3 separate regions of the Mus musculus genome follow, and regions 1 and 2 are each linked to region 3. The links are chromatin contacts, called in public capture Hi-C and promoter capture Hi-C maps. All regions are on one chromosome and are shown on one strand. The core of a region is the stretch at or near the end of the contact, and the rest is flanking DNA. Distances in the headings are between cores, read along the strand shown. Region 1 holds the start of Tbc1d8b (TBC1 domain family, member 8B). Region 2 holds the start of Rnf128 (ring finger protein 128). Region 3 holds the start of Radx (RPA1 related single stranded DNA binding protein, X-linked).

Region 1 (4,463 bases), core at 823-3,322, 200 kb after region 3:
TTGCCTTGGCAGCATAGACACACAGGTCCAAGGCCCCTGGCAAATATATATTAGGGGACTGACTGGTCTGGTTTCAGTGGGAGAAGATATACTCAATCCTTGAGAGACTTGAGGCCCCCAGGGAAGGGGGATGCCTGGTGGTGGGGAGCACACTCTAGGAGGCAAGGGAGGAGGAATGTGATGAGAAATTGTGGGAGGGGAAACAGGAGGGAAGGCAATGGCTAGAATGTAAATAAATAAAATAAGTAAAAAAAAGAGTTGCCTCGGTCATGGTATCCTTTCACAGCGATGAAAATCCTAACTAAGACACTTATTAATGAGCATAGCATGCGATACATTAAGTTCCAGGACAATATCAGCAGCGATATTCAAGATTGTTTGTAATTCCTAAGTATTTTACAGGAATATTCATAATTGGACAATGAAAAGAATGCCATGGTATTTTAAATGTGGTTTTAGAGAAACAATTATTTGCAAAGACTTGAAGTACATTATGATCAAGACAAATTTTAGCGCAATAGACATAATTCAATTTGAAAACTGTTTTCTTTATACAATCAGTGAAGTGTTTGTTTATAAATGCAAAAGTGTTCTAAATCCCCAGCTCCAGCTCCAAGCTGGAAGTGGGCCTGATCTTAAGACAGAGTATCTGGGTAGCCCTGGCTGGGTTCAGCGTACAGAGAAGGAACCATCCAATCCTGATGCTCTTTGCCATAACTAGAACCATAAGCATACTGACGGACAATGGCGGCTGGAACTGTACAAATGAAGGAAGACAAAGGCTATCCACATTTGCTGCATTTATTGACCTTTTACTGTGAAGAAATGGAGAAACGATGTGCCTTAATACACCTTCAAAGGGTGACTTTGCGCTAGGAAACACTCTGCCTTGGGATTTTGCTTTGTTGGTGGTGGTGATGGTTGCGTTTTTCTTCCACAAAAATAAATACTTGCTTGTGACATATACCTGCTTCGCCAGAAACCGCCCAAGTCTTGGAAGATTTAGCCTGGAGACACTCCTTGGGGCAGAGTTCACTGGCTCCAGGACTCCTAGTCTGAGTGTCCCAGTCCATTGTCTTAGCCACATGGCCCTATATCTTTATTTTGAATACCTTGCCAACTTCTCAGGACCTTTTATTTGCATTCTTTCTGTAAGCCAGTTTTCACTTTCACTCTATTCTTTTCCTGTCGGGATTGAGTTATCCTAACAACAACAATAACAACAACCAGCCCTCAAATAATTCCTCACAGCAGAACTCTTTCATTTTAGTGCGTAGGCTGTTGTGCAGCATTGTCAAGGTATCAAGAAAATAGGCTGCCCTGCCCTGCAAGGAATTTCGGGTGTTTGTTTGTTTTTTAAGGTTAAAAAAAAAAAAAAGAAATACCTAAAAAGTTGGAGTAGAGATTTTTCAGCCAGTAGTCAAATAAACAGAGGCAGCATGGGGGAAGGGATAATCGCAAGTGTGTGTGTGTGAAGAAGTGTTTTCTGAGATTTACATTCTTCTGGTATGAATGGACAGAATTTAATTTAGGCAAGGCTTTTGAATAACAAGTCTATTCACCCACTGTGAGAGCGTGGGTAAGTAACTTCGCTTGCTAGCGCTTAGCGAGCAAAGCGGAGGATCCACTTTGAAAGATTTCCCTGAGGATTACCTGAGAAATCACCTACTACCTAATAGGCGCAAAGTAAATGGAAGTTGCTGCAGGCTACTGCTTCCTGGATGGGCCATTACTCAAAAATGCCGGAAACTTTGTTTTCAACAAACTAGTCCTCTCACTATAAAAGAACTAGGAACACTGCTGTCATACACGGGGTTAGCTTATTTGAAGCAAAAAGACAAAAGAAAACCCTCTTTAACTTTACACAGGCTAAACTCACTTAACTGGTGGCGGGAGCGCCTCAAAGGCGCCCCCAACCCACCCAACTAGTAACCCAGTGCATTGTGGGAAATGTAGTCTAGGGCTATATTAGACCGGGTACGGGAAAAGTGGATAGAAAACTACAACTCCCAAGAGGAGGTGAAGCGGGGCTATTTCCCAGTCTGGCAGTAGCTCCGTGGGAGGGAGTTGGCACTCTCTCTGCCTACGTGGGAGAGAAGGCACGGTTGGGGGAAGTGTGGAAAACCTCCGGAGGCGCCGCCGCCAACGGAAGACTTGGTGGGAGGAGAAGTAGAGGGGTAAAGACAGGCTGGGAGGGTGGAGGTGAGGAGGACAAATAGGTCGCCTCCGTTCCCGAGGCGGCACAAAGTTCTTCAAGATGTGGCTGAAGCCCGAGGAAGTGCTGTTGAAAAATGCGCTGAAGCTGTGGCTGATGGAAAGATCCAACGAGTACTTTGTCCTGCAAAGGCGTCGAGGCTACGGGGAAGAAGGAGGAGGGGGACTTACAGGTAAGAGGTTGTGGCCAGCTACACCTGCGTTAGGGCTGGGTCCGCTGTCACTGAATAGGTGGCAAGGCAAACAGTTACTCGTCGCTGCCCGCTGCCTCATCTTAAACCCAGGGCGACTGACTGGGGAATTCTGCTCCCGCCACCACCTTTCCTCTGCTACCACCGCGTCCTGACTGTCTTGCACAGGACTCCCAGTTGCTCTTTGGGTCTTACCGCGATAGGAGAAGCTAAGGGGGTTTCCAGTACCTGATGGGTCGCTTCCCATGGCGAAGGGGGCTGATGGGCAGTGCAGTGCGCTAGCTAGACTAGTCCCGTTAAGACAGGCGAGGAGAGCGGGTTCGCGGGTGTGGACTTAACTTTTTTTCCAAAACCTATACAAATAATCACCACCCTAGGGAGTGAGTGCGAGTGTGTGAGGGGCATTGCTAGGACATGGGAATCCTAAGGAGAACGAAGTGCCCCAATCACACCTTGAGAGAGAGGCTGCAAGTGAGATTTGGGTCGGGGCATGGGGCTGCTTGATGCTGGGGAAGTGAAGGAGTAGCCCTCAGAATTACTCACCTCCTCTCAGTTTCGCGTCTTTTGCTATATCCAAGTTTTCAACCCTTGGAATCCCTGTATTCTTCTAAGAGTACATTTCTCTCCAGTGAGTTTGGCTCTGCCCCTTCTTTCAAAGATGTGTAAACCAAACCAATTAAACAAGAAGGAGACTCAACTCTTCTAAGCCAGTCTCCCACAGTTGTTAATCTTAATTCAAAACTGGTCCATGTCTGAAGATTACAAAGAAGGCTGTTTTTAGATCCTTAGTCTTCCATAGGGGCTTTTTACAAATTTGGACCTTGGAGAGACAAGAGCTGTTTTTCATGGTAATTCTTAGTTTGGTATTAGGGCTTTGAAGTGGTGGAGCAGCTTAATTTGGGGAGGGTGATGTAGAGGGAAGAAGCAAAAATCTGACCACCTGAATTTTGATCATATCCTTACCTCTTGCCTGTTGGATGGCATTGATCAAATTCTTTCATATATGCAATCTTTTTTTTTTATGGTGGGTTTAAACTGCTTTTCTCTTCTGAGATTCTTTTTTTATTGATCATTTTATTTGTTTACATTTCAAATGTTATCCCCCTTCCTGGTTTCCCCTCCACACCCCCTTATCCCATATCTCCCTGCCCCCCTCCTCTTTGCCTCTATGAGGGTGCTCCTTCAACCAATCACCCACTCCTGCCTTACCACTCTTGATTCCACCTATGATGGGGTATAAAGTCTCATATATGCAATCTTAAGGTACCACTTTGTGCTAGAATTATAATTTTGGTCACTGCCTTTAAAGTGCTGGGTTGAGAGAGGAGGGTGGAAGTAGACTAGGAAGATTAACTAGTTTACTAGAAAAAAATAGAATCAGAACCAAAGGACTACTGAAGGGTTGAAGGAAGAAGTTTCGTGGCTTATGTGACATTGATCTTCTTTGGCTAAAAAGAATGGTGCTTACTCTATGGAGATATGCGTGTAAACTGTAAGATAATGTTCATAAAGGTATGTTTATGTTAAGGCGAGCCTCCTCTAATGTGGATAGAATTCATATGTCCTATGAGATATATGACTTTACAACTAACAATCATCTGACTTATCCAACTTCTAAAAAGGGCCTTCAGGCAGTATGGGAACAAAAATTGCCCCTATAATAAAAGTAGCATTTTACATTTTTTCCTGAACTTTAAAAATTACAAGTTGTTTTAGAGAAAAGTTTTCATTGAAATGACAGTTTCATTCAAATAGAAATTTCTTTTTAAAATTAATTACTTTCTTTATTTACATCCCAAATGTTGTCCTCCTCCTGGTCCCCCCTCCCAAAGTTCTTCAACCCATTCCCCCTTCACATCTGTGAGGGTCCCATCCCCCTTTCTCTGTGGTATCAAACAGGTCAATTAAAATGGATTTTCTCTTTACCCCACTCACCTCTTTTATTAGTTCCCCATTGCTAGAACACAAGGAACTTCGTCTGAAGAAATAAATGAAAATTTCTATCACTTGCAGATATGTGCTGTGATGAGTAACTTATAGTCAATTTGTATCTGCATG
Region 2 (4,269 bases), core at 595-3,094, 130 kb after region 3:
CCTCCTTTCTTTTGATCACATTCTCTTCAAAGAACAATATAGCTGATTTTCATTCAACTATTATTGTTTAGTTTTGATTGTTCTCCATGAACAAACTCGGATAATTTCTGAAATTATACTAATACTATAGGTGGCTGGTACTATTCTTTTTTTTAGGGGTGTTATTTTAAATCTCAAAGGTTAACATCATTGACATTGAGGGTGGATATTTTTCCACTGGCCCCATACCTACTCTAAATGGCTCCTAAAGCTCCTTTTAACACTTAAGGTTCGTGTTTCACAGAATACTCACTTGTATTTTAGCTGGTCTTTGATAGATGGTGTTAATTTTCCTCTAGGTTTCTCTAGGGTCCTAAGAGTATCAAGAATAGAATAAACCTATGCTTAACCATGGGAAATACTATTAAGTAAATGCTTAGCCGAGGATTTAGAGATGAGAGTGATTGGGAATGCTGGAAATTAGACTGAACCAAAAATGTAGCTAAGACTGAATTCATAAACAGCATGGTCTCTGGTTATTACTGGGAGGTAACGACAATTGATATTGTAGAACTCCTGTGCCCCTGAACTTGTCGAGTAACAATATTTAACGTAATTTTCATACTCAGCTAAACAGCATCCTGAGTGGTTTACAGGAAGACTTTTAACCATCTGATCAACTCCATGCGCTCAATGTTTTCATTCCCATTTTACAATTTATAAACAAATCGAGGCGCAGAGAAGTAAATTCTAAAGGTTAAAAACTGTTCAGAAGCTGGGCCTGGTAGCACATGTCTTTAACTGTAATCGCAACTAAGCAAGAGGATTGCCCTAAAGTATGCCTATGGTGCTAATTTACATAGTTAACTCCAGGCTGGTTAGGACTACACAGGGAGACTCTGTCTAAAATTCAAAATCATAAATAAATTCTAAAGTGGCTGTCACCTGGTATATTAATTCAGCTTAGTTCCATGCACAGTTTTAGTGATTCCAGTAAATGTAGTCATTGATAGATAATATTGACAGAAATGTATGCTGAACTATGACTAACTCATAAACAAGAGACATGTGTGAGTTGTCCAGGTGGGCTGGCCTCATTTTAGTTGGTATCAAGAGAAGAAAGGTATTGTAGTTAAGATCATGAATCTCGCTGGAAAATCAGTTAGGTCAAACCTAATTTGTGGAAGGTGAATTAAAAAGGGGAGCTTGGCTTTGAGGTGTGTGGAGATGATAATTCTGTTGTGGTTATCAAAATTGCTTGCAAGAGGCATCTGGTGCAGTGTGTTAGCCTCGGGTAGCAAAGACACGTATAGCACTTGCTGAGATCAGGGAAAGAGAAACGTGCTGTTTGGGGCCACTAAGAAGGTAATTAAATAAAGGGAGCAATGAGGACGTGCTTTGCTTGTCCTTTCCGGGGGGGAGGGGGAGGGGGAAACAGGAAGCCTCTAACCCCAGCACTAAACACCTACTCAGAACTCACACCCTTTGGACCTGGGGCTGTTCAGAAGTACTTTCCTACCACAAAGCCCAAACTCCCCTTCAGGCAAAGGAGATGGAATTTGTGCCTTTCAAAACCAACTCCAATCCGACTCCGAACTGAAAGCTTGTAAACTGGCGCATTCTCCAGTTTCTCGGGCCGAGGATTCTTCCTAAAAAGGACAGGACACACCTGGCTGGCCAACCTCGAGTCTCTCCTGTAACGTTTCCCCATCCTGTGACCCTTTTAAGAGGCGGATCCCGCAGTGTCCTTTTCCTCTCCGCTTGCTCGCTCGCTCGCTGGCTGGCTCTCTCTCCCAGCCACCTCTACCCCCAGCCGGGTGGGCGGAGCTTCGCGCGAGCGTCCCAGAGCCCGACGAGGCCGCGGCAGTCGCGAGCGAGCATCCCTAGCGCTTGCTTGTAGGAGCTGCGTCTGCAGTAGCCTGGCCGCTGACGCTGCGTGCCGGCTGGCAGGGCAGCCTGCGACCTCGCTGGCCCCGCGCCCGCTGCTAGCCGCCGGCTCCCCACCTGGTTCGCACCTAGTCCCAGCCCGGGTCGCCTGCCGAGTGCGCGCCATGGGGCCGCCGCCCGGGATCGGGGTCTACTGCCGCGGCGGCTGCGGAGCTGCCCGGCTACTGGCTTGGTGCTTCCTTCTGGCTCTGAGTCCGCACGCGCCCGGTTCCCGGGGAGCCGAAGCCGTGTGGACCGCGTACCTCAACGTGTCCTGGCGGGTTCCGCACACCGGAGTGAACCGCACGGTGTGGGAGCTGAGCGAGGAGGGCGTGTACGGCCAGGACTCGCCGCTGGAGCCCGTCTCCGGGGTCCTGGTACCGCCCGACGGGCCCGGGGCGCTCAACGCCTGTAACCCGCACACCAATTTCACGGTGCCCACGGTTTGGGGGAGCACGGTGCAAGTATCTTGGTTGGCCCTCATCCAACGCGGTGGAGGCTGCACCTTCGCGGACAAGATCCATCTGGCTTCAGAGAGAGGGGCTTCTGGAGCGGTCATCTTTAACTTCCCTGGGACCCGCAATGAGGTCATCCCCATGTCTCACCCGGGTGAGTGCAGCTACTAATTTGCAGCTCTTCAAACCTCTACTGGTGACCAGCTTCCCCGGTTTCCTTCCCTGCTTGCCTCTCCCTGTCCCTTTGCTTGGAAAGAAAACGGGTGCCCCTTTTTTTGCCCCCACTAAGTAGAGCAGGGTCCTCCCGAGAGTCTTCAGGTGTAGGGGTTGGGTGCAAAAGAATTCTTCAGAATTTAATTTGCCTCTGGTGGAAAAGGGTAAGACAAACGGGGTGGGGTGCTTGGGGGGGGGTCGCAGAGGCTGGCACAGTTGGGGTTTTCGCTTCTTTTCCTGGTGTTTCACAAGGGTGCTTTCCTGGGATTAAGGGTGTGGGAGGGTGGGCATTGGCTTTTAAACTAGGAGGGAGAACATTGCCTGGGAATCGCTTTGCGGTATAAAAACGGATTTTTCTCTTCTCTCTGGGTTTCTCTTCACATTTCCTATGAATCAAGTACAAGATTATGTTACAGTACTCAGTTAACCTCATTGTAATTTTTTGTGGAAACTTTAGCTTAGGAGTTCTCTGCCCAGTGGTCTTGGATCCCAAGTAGTTCTTGTTATCAGTGCTTTTGTTTGTTGCCTCCTGACAAACCTGATTTAGCTTCTTGAGTTCCAAGGCAGGTGGTTAATGCTACTGAAAATAAAATAAAATAAAATAAAATAAAATAAAGGCCCATACTTTGTAAAAAGTCATCCAGGTACTTCTGAAATGTGTGGACATGGTGGGGTGACTATTTAACTCCCTTCAACTGCCCTTCCAGAAACCTCCTTTTTGTGGTTTGTGATCCTAGGACCTGAAGGACAAAGTGTGTGTGTGTGTGTGTGTGTGTGTGTGTGTGTATGTGTGTTGGTGGTGGTGGTGTGTGTGTGTGTGTTGCAGGGGAACAGGGGAGAGAAGGGAAGAGTCTAATAACAATGTTTCCTGGCTGTTGAGAGCTGGGCCTAAAGTCAGACCTTGATTCAAATGTCTGCGCTGGGGCTTCCTAGTCCTGTGACCTTGGCAACTTATCTGAACTCTGAGTCTTGGTACTCTCATCAGTCAAATGAGACGGGATAATAAGAAACCGATTATCCACAGGTTTGCCTCTAGGGTAAAAATGAAATCAAACCTTCTAGAGTCTAGGGCAGTGTAACTAAAGGTTAGCAGAGACAGAGACTCCTTTAGGAGTCCCCGAAGGAAGGAATTTAGTTATTTAACTGCATGAGAATGTGTGTTTTGCTTGCAGTACTACCACTGGCTTGGCCTGGAGAGCTCTGGCCCTGAGTGAGGGGCTGTGTGGCACAATGGAAAGAGCACTGAACCAGAACCCCAGAGATTGGAGTTCCTGTAAGCTCCCTCCCTTGCTTTGCTCAGCTTTGTGACGACCTTGTCCAAGCTACATGTCAAATGGCAGTGTAAGCATTGGGAGGTGGGCACCGGGTTGGCAGAGCATGCACAGATACAGCAGAGATAAGAGGACACAATGGTCGGGATCAGCTCTAAAAGGCTTCAGTTCTTAGATTTAGTATATTGATTAAGGGAGCAAACTTATCTTTCCTAGATGATAATGCATTGATTAGAATGCAATTACATTTTAAAGGCTACTCAAGTTGAATAATGAGGCTTAGGAAAATTTAAAGTCTTTATTTGGCTATGCGATTTTACAAGGATTTGACTTAGTTTTCTCCAAATGAGCTTCATTTGCATGAAGGATTCTCAGTGGAATAATATATTTTATTTAGAGCGCGCCAGGTTAAATGACTGGACTTG
Region 3 (4,280 bases), core at 676-3,175:
AGAGGTCCCAGAAGAACATAGCAAGACTATACCTTGCCAACACACAAGAAACATGTGGGTGGATGGGGCTGTATCTCAATTGGCACTTGCCCAGCATAAATGAAGTCCTGTATTCTATCCCCAGACACACATAAAACTGGGGCTGGTGGTACCCACCAGTGATCACAGAAAGATGGGGAAGTCTAAAGGCTGTAGGATCGCAAGTTCATCCTCAGGTACAAGCAAATTCCTAGCCAGTCTAGAATACTTGAAACCCCGACTTTAAAATAAGGAAAAGATAGGGGGGTCTCACAGAGACTGAACCACCAACCAAAGAACATGCCAGTGATGGACCTAGATACCCCTACATTTGTAGTAGATGTTCAGCTTTGTCTTCATGTAGGTCCCCTAATAATTTGAGGGGGTCAGTCTCTGACTCTGTTGGCTGCTATTGGATCCCTTTCTCCTACCTGGACTGGTTGGGCCTCAGTGGGAGAGGATGTGATTAGTCCTGTTGGGACTAGACACCCCAGGGTGGAGAGGCTTCCAGAGAAGGGAGGGGAATATTGGGAAAGAGATGTGTAAGGACCGGACTGGAGGGAGAGGAGGGAGGGGGTGTGATTGAAATGTAATATGGATAAAAATATAAATTATGAAACAAAAGGAAAATAAATGTTTGTAGAATTACTGTTAGTCAAAATTTGACAAAGGCAGAGTTGTTCAGCCCAATCAGTGAGGAGCTTGGATGAAAGAGTGACTGTAGTCATCCCCAGTGGCCTACAATATTGCCTGCTTTGGAGTAGGACTTCATAAATGACGTATAAAGAATGATAGCATTCAAAAAATTAGTAGAAAGGAAAGCAGGACACAATCACTTTTCTTTTGTTTTTTTTTGTTTTTTGTTTTTTGAGACAGGGTTTCTCTGTATAGCCCTGGCTGTCCTGGAACTCACTCTGTAGACCAGGCTGGCCTCGAACTCAGAAATCTGCCTGCCTCTGCCTCCCACGTGCTCGGATTAAAGGCGTGCGCCACCACCACCCAGCCTGACACAATCACTTTTAACAGTTGTTCTTTAAAAAGGTAATACATTTCGTGTGTGATCACAGCCTGGGTACAATTAATAAATGTTGCATGTTTATTCTAACTCTTCTGTCCAGTGTATTCACTTTGCAGTTTTCTTTGAAATATGCTTTGTATTTAAGAAATACAATTTCTAAAGCTGTGTATTCTTTCAGTGTGCTGTGCTAAGTATTGTATAAAAAAAATAAATGATTTTAAGAAGTCTGACCTGAAGGAAGATCTTTAGCAACTCAATTCTACAATTTCTTATTTTCATGTTCACTTACTAATTCTCCCACCCTGCATTTGGGGGCTACTACAGATAATTATGCTTACGCTAATAACAATAGCAGCTAATGTTTTACTGAGAACTTTTGTGCTAGTGACTTTCCTGAAGACTGTGTATACATTATCTGATTTTGTTTATATTACAAGAGCAGAAATACCACATTTCATGCTTCTTAACTACAAAACACTAATTTACTAAATACACATGACTGTGATAACGCTAACATATTTTCTTTTGCGGACCCAAGTCCCAGCATCAGGACTACAGGAGCCTCATTTTGCCACTTCCTATTTTCCACCACCTCTTGATGCTCTCCTTTCGGGGCTGGTCAGCAGCGCTTCTTGCTCCTCCCTCTGGCAGCTGCTTTATTTAGGAAACCCTGACAACCCCCCCCCCCCAACGCTTCTCTCCTCCCATGCCCGTGCTTCCCCTCCCCTCAGATGGAGTTTAGTAGGCTAGGGAGCTTATGCCACGTGCTTCTCTCATGCATCTTCCTAGAAACATTGTCTCAAAGTCTCAAAATAGGGGCTCAAAGCACAGGCGGGAAAGCTGATGCGCAGGCGTGGAATCTTTTGAGCCTGGCTCCTGGGCGGACCCAGACCAGTCCGTGCCAACAGCTTTGCGCGGCTGTCTAGAGCGTCTTTTCTCCGGGTTTTTGAGCAGGGAAAGTAAGGTTTTTTTTTTTTTTTTTTTTTTTGGAGTGCAAGGAGTTCGCGGTTACCCCACAATGTCGGGTGAGTCGGGTCAGCCTCAGCCGGGACCCTCGCACGCTGGTCTCTACTTGGAGCACCCCGAAAGGGATCAGGCTGGGGTCCCAGGTGGAGTGATACGAAGAGCTGATAGCCAGAGGCGCAGGTCCTGGATCCAAAAGGTTATTGAGCAAATAACAGGTTCCCCTAGACAGTGTGTCACCCTCTCGGAAGTGGTGCCTGTCACTGTACTGGCTGTCCAAAGATACCTTTTAGAGGATGAGCCACGGGATACAGTGCCCAAGCCTCCCCTTTACTGCTATGATGTGACAATCTCAGACGGGGTGTACCAGGAGAAGTGCTACTTAGACCCCAGCTTAAACTTTCTCGTTTATCAAAATATTCTTAAAGTTGGCATAGAGATGAGAATTTCCAGAGTCTCGTGCCTTTACAACGAGAAAAGATTGGGCCAGGGAATCCTGTGCATAGATAAGGTCCACTGTGGGGAGTCCCTAGATGTCATTTCTGTAGAAACTCCATTTAGAAACAGAGCGCATGAGGAAAAGCCAGAGAGGCCTTTAAGAGGGGGCAAGAGTCACTACCTGGCTCTGTGGAATAACGAAGATCCGTACGGAGATATTTGGAAGACCAACAAGCAACCTGAGGAATTCAATTTTAACAGTAAGTAATTGGAGTTTAGAGGCAAGCTTTTAAAAGTTTTCGAATGACTGGCAAGGTGGCACACACCAGGAAGACCCAGCATCTAGGGGGGCTGGGGCAGGAACATTGAGAGCAAATTCCAAGGTAGTCTGAGCCTCAGAAAGACATCTTGTCTCAAAAACAAACAGCAGCGGCAATAACAGCCACAAAAACAGTTAAAGAGTTTGGAAACTCATGATAACAGAAAACAAAATGCTTCTGTTTTGTTCATTACAATCTAGGGATGGGAAGGTGGGGTTCAGAGCAGTGAAACAGTCTTAACTTCAAGCAGCCTGTGTCCTCTTGGTTTGATTGCAAAGTGCCTTGACATCCCTGACTGTGATTTAAACTTAGGGTAGCAGAAAGATTGGGGACGTTGTTCTCAGGACTCCTCCTGTGATGTGTACACACACACACACACACACACACACACACACACACACACACGGTTTGAATTAATATTAGTTTCAGTCCTATTTCAATTATGATAAATGTGTAGGTTGAAGAGTGTATTGACTTCTATTTTACATAAACACGAAATATTTCCCACATTGTATGTTTTAGCATTTAACATTGGTGCAAAGGGATGTTCGGTTTAGTCAATTCATATTATTCAATTCATTTATGCCACTGAATGTAAAACCCGTGGAAGTGGTTTTTTTTTTTTTTTTTTTGAAGGTGTGATGACTGTAGAAAGGCTTTAAGTGATCATTTTTCTTGATACAGGAAGTTCATATTTCCTGTATCAGAAGTAGGAAGTCAGCCAGAAAATGGAAGTTGGTCATCAATAAACGCTCTTTTTAGTTTAAGACATGTAATTAAGACAGACGATAACACTACAAGCTGAACACATAAGAAATGGGAGTGGAAATGCCAAAAAAAGAAAAACCAGAAAAACTAAAAAGATGATAATATACATTTACTGGTTTTAGATCTGTTTGGTTTTGGAGGCAGGATCATATATCTCAAGCTAGCCCCAAACTCTGGGTCCTCTTACCTCTATCTCCCAGGTGTTGAAATTAACGGACGACTTGACTATACCTGAGAATCCAAGCCCAGATTTCCTGCATGCTAAGCAAGCACTGTACCGGTGGAACCACTTACCAAGCCACACCCCCTTTTCTCTTTATCTTGTTATCACAATTCTAAGTCACAGGGCGTCTTTCTATGACAAGCAAGCATAGCAGACTTAAACGCATAAAGATAACTGGTTCAAAAATATGTATTTATAATCATCCACTCAAAATGAGGAAAGAAAGCGTTATTCACATTTGTAGTCAATGATTGCTTAGATAGCTAAGATATAAAAGCAAAGTACCCGTGGTGTAAATGTTATTCACTTAGACTTTTAAACTTCAATTTGTAAAAGAGCAGTTGGTTTAGAAGAAAGAAATAAAGAGGGACCATCATTTATAAAAGTGTATTTGGTTTCTGTTCTTAAGAAAGTCATATTCAGTAGGTATAAAAGTGATGTTTTATTACAAAAAGCAATGTCCATGTGCTAAAAATTCAAACTGTGCATTTTAAAGTATTGTGTTTAAATCATGAGGTCTGATTGTATTAAA

Evidence for each region. Capture Hi-C pulls out chosen DNA fragments and counts their contacts.
Region 1: a contact with region 3 is called in a capture Hi-C map of macrophages, with 4 times the contacts expected there. The contact joins the promoter of Tbc1d8b here to the promoter of Radx in region 3. A contact is called at or near these places in 18 of 39 promoter capture datasets (the 3T3-L1 cell line, 3T3-L1-derived adipocytes, HPC-7-derived erythroid cells and 10 more), 1 of 484 Hi-C or Micro-C datasets (trophoblast stem cells), 3 of 115 datasets of contacts at active chromatin or transcription factors (embryonic stem cells, fetal liver and stem cell-derived neural progenitor cells) and 4 of 9 other capture datasets (adipose tissue, liver, macrophages and 1 more).
Region 2: a contact with region 3 is called in a promoter capture Hi-C map of adipose tissue. The contact joins the promoter of Rnf128 here to the promoter of Radx in region 3. A contact is called at or near these places in 4 of 39 promoter capture datasets (the 3T3-L1 cell line, hippocampal neurons and liver), 5 of 484 Hi-C or Micro-C datasets (the G1E-ER4 cell line, embryonic fibroblasts, group 2 innate lymphoid cells and 2 more), 6 of 115 datasets of contacts at active chromatin or transcription factors (bone marrow-derived dendritic cells, bone marrow-derived macrophages, embryonic stem cells and 2 more) and 3 of 9 other capture datasets (adipose tissue, macrophages and pancreatic islet).

What each region holds. Positions count from the first base shown.
Region 1 is chrX:139,682,924-139,687,386 of GRCm38.p6, forward strand. Tbc1d8b (TBC1 domain family, member 8B) reads left to right here and starts at 2,073. Exons shown (of 21, transcript NM_001081499.2): 1 at 2,073-2,387. The coding sequence starts at 2,258.
Region 2 is chrX:139,608,776-139,613,044 of GRCm38.p6, forward strand. It overlaps Rnf128 (ring finger protein 128), which reads left to right and starts at 1,845. Exons shown (of 7, transcript NM_023270.5): 1 at 1,845-2,514. The coding sequence starts at 2,031.
Region 3 is chrX:139,478,442-139,482,721 of GRCm38.p6, forward strand. It overlaps Radx (RPA1 related single stranded DNA binding protein, X-linked), which reads left to right and starts at 1,926. Exons shown (of 14, transcript NM_175326.6): 1 at 1,926-2,697. The coding sequence starts at 2,055.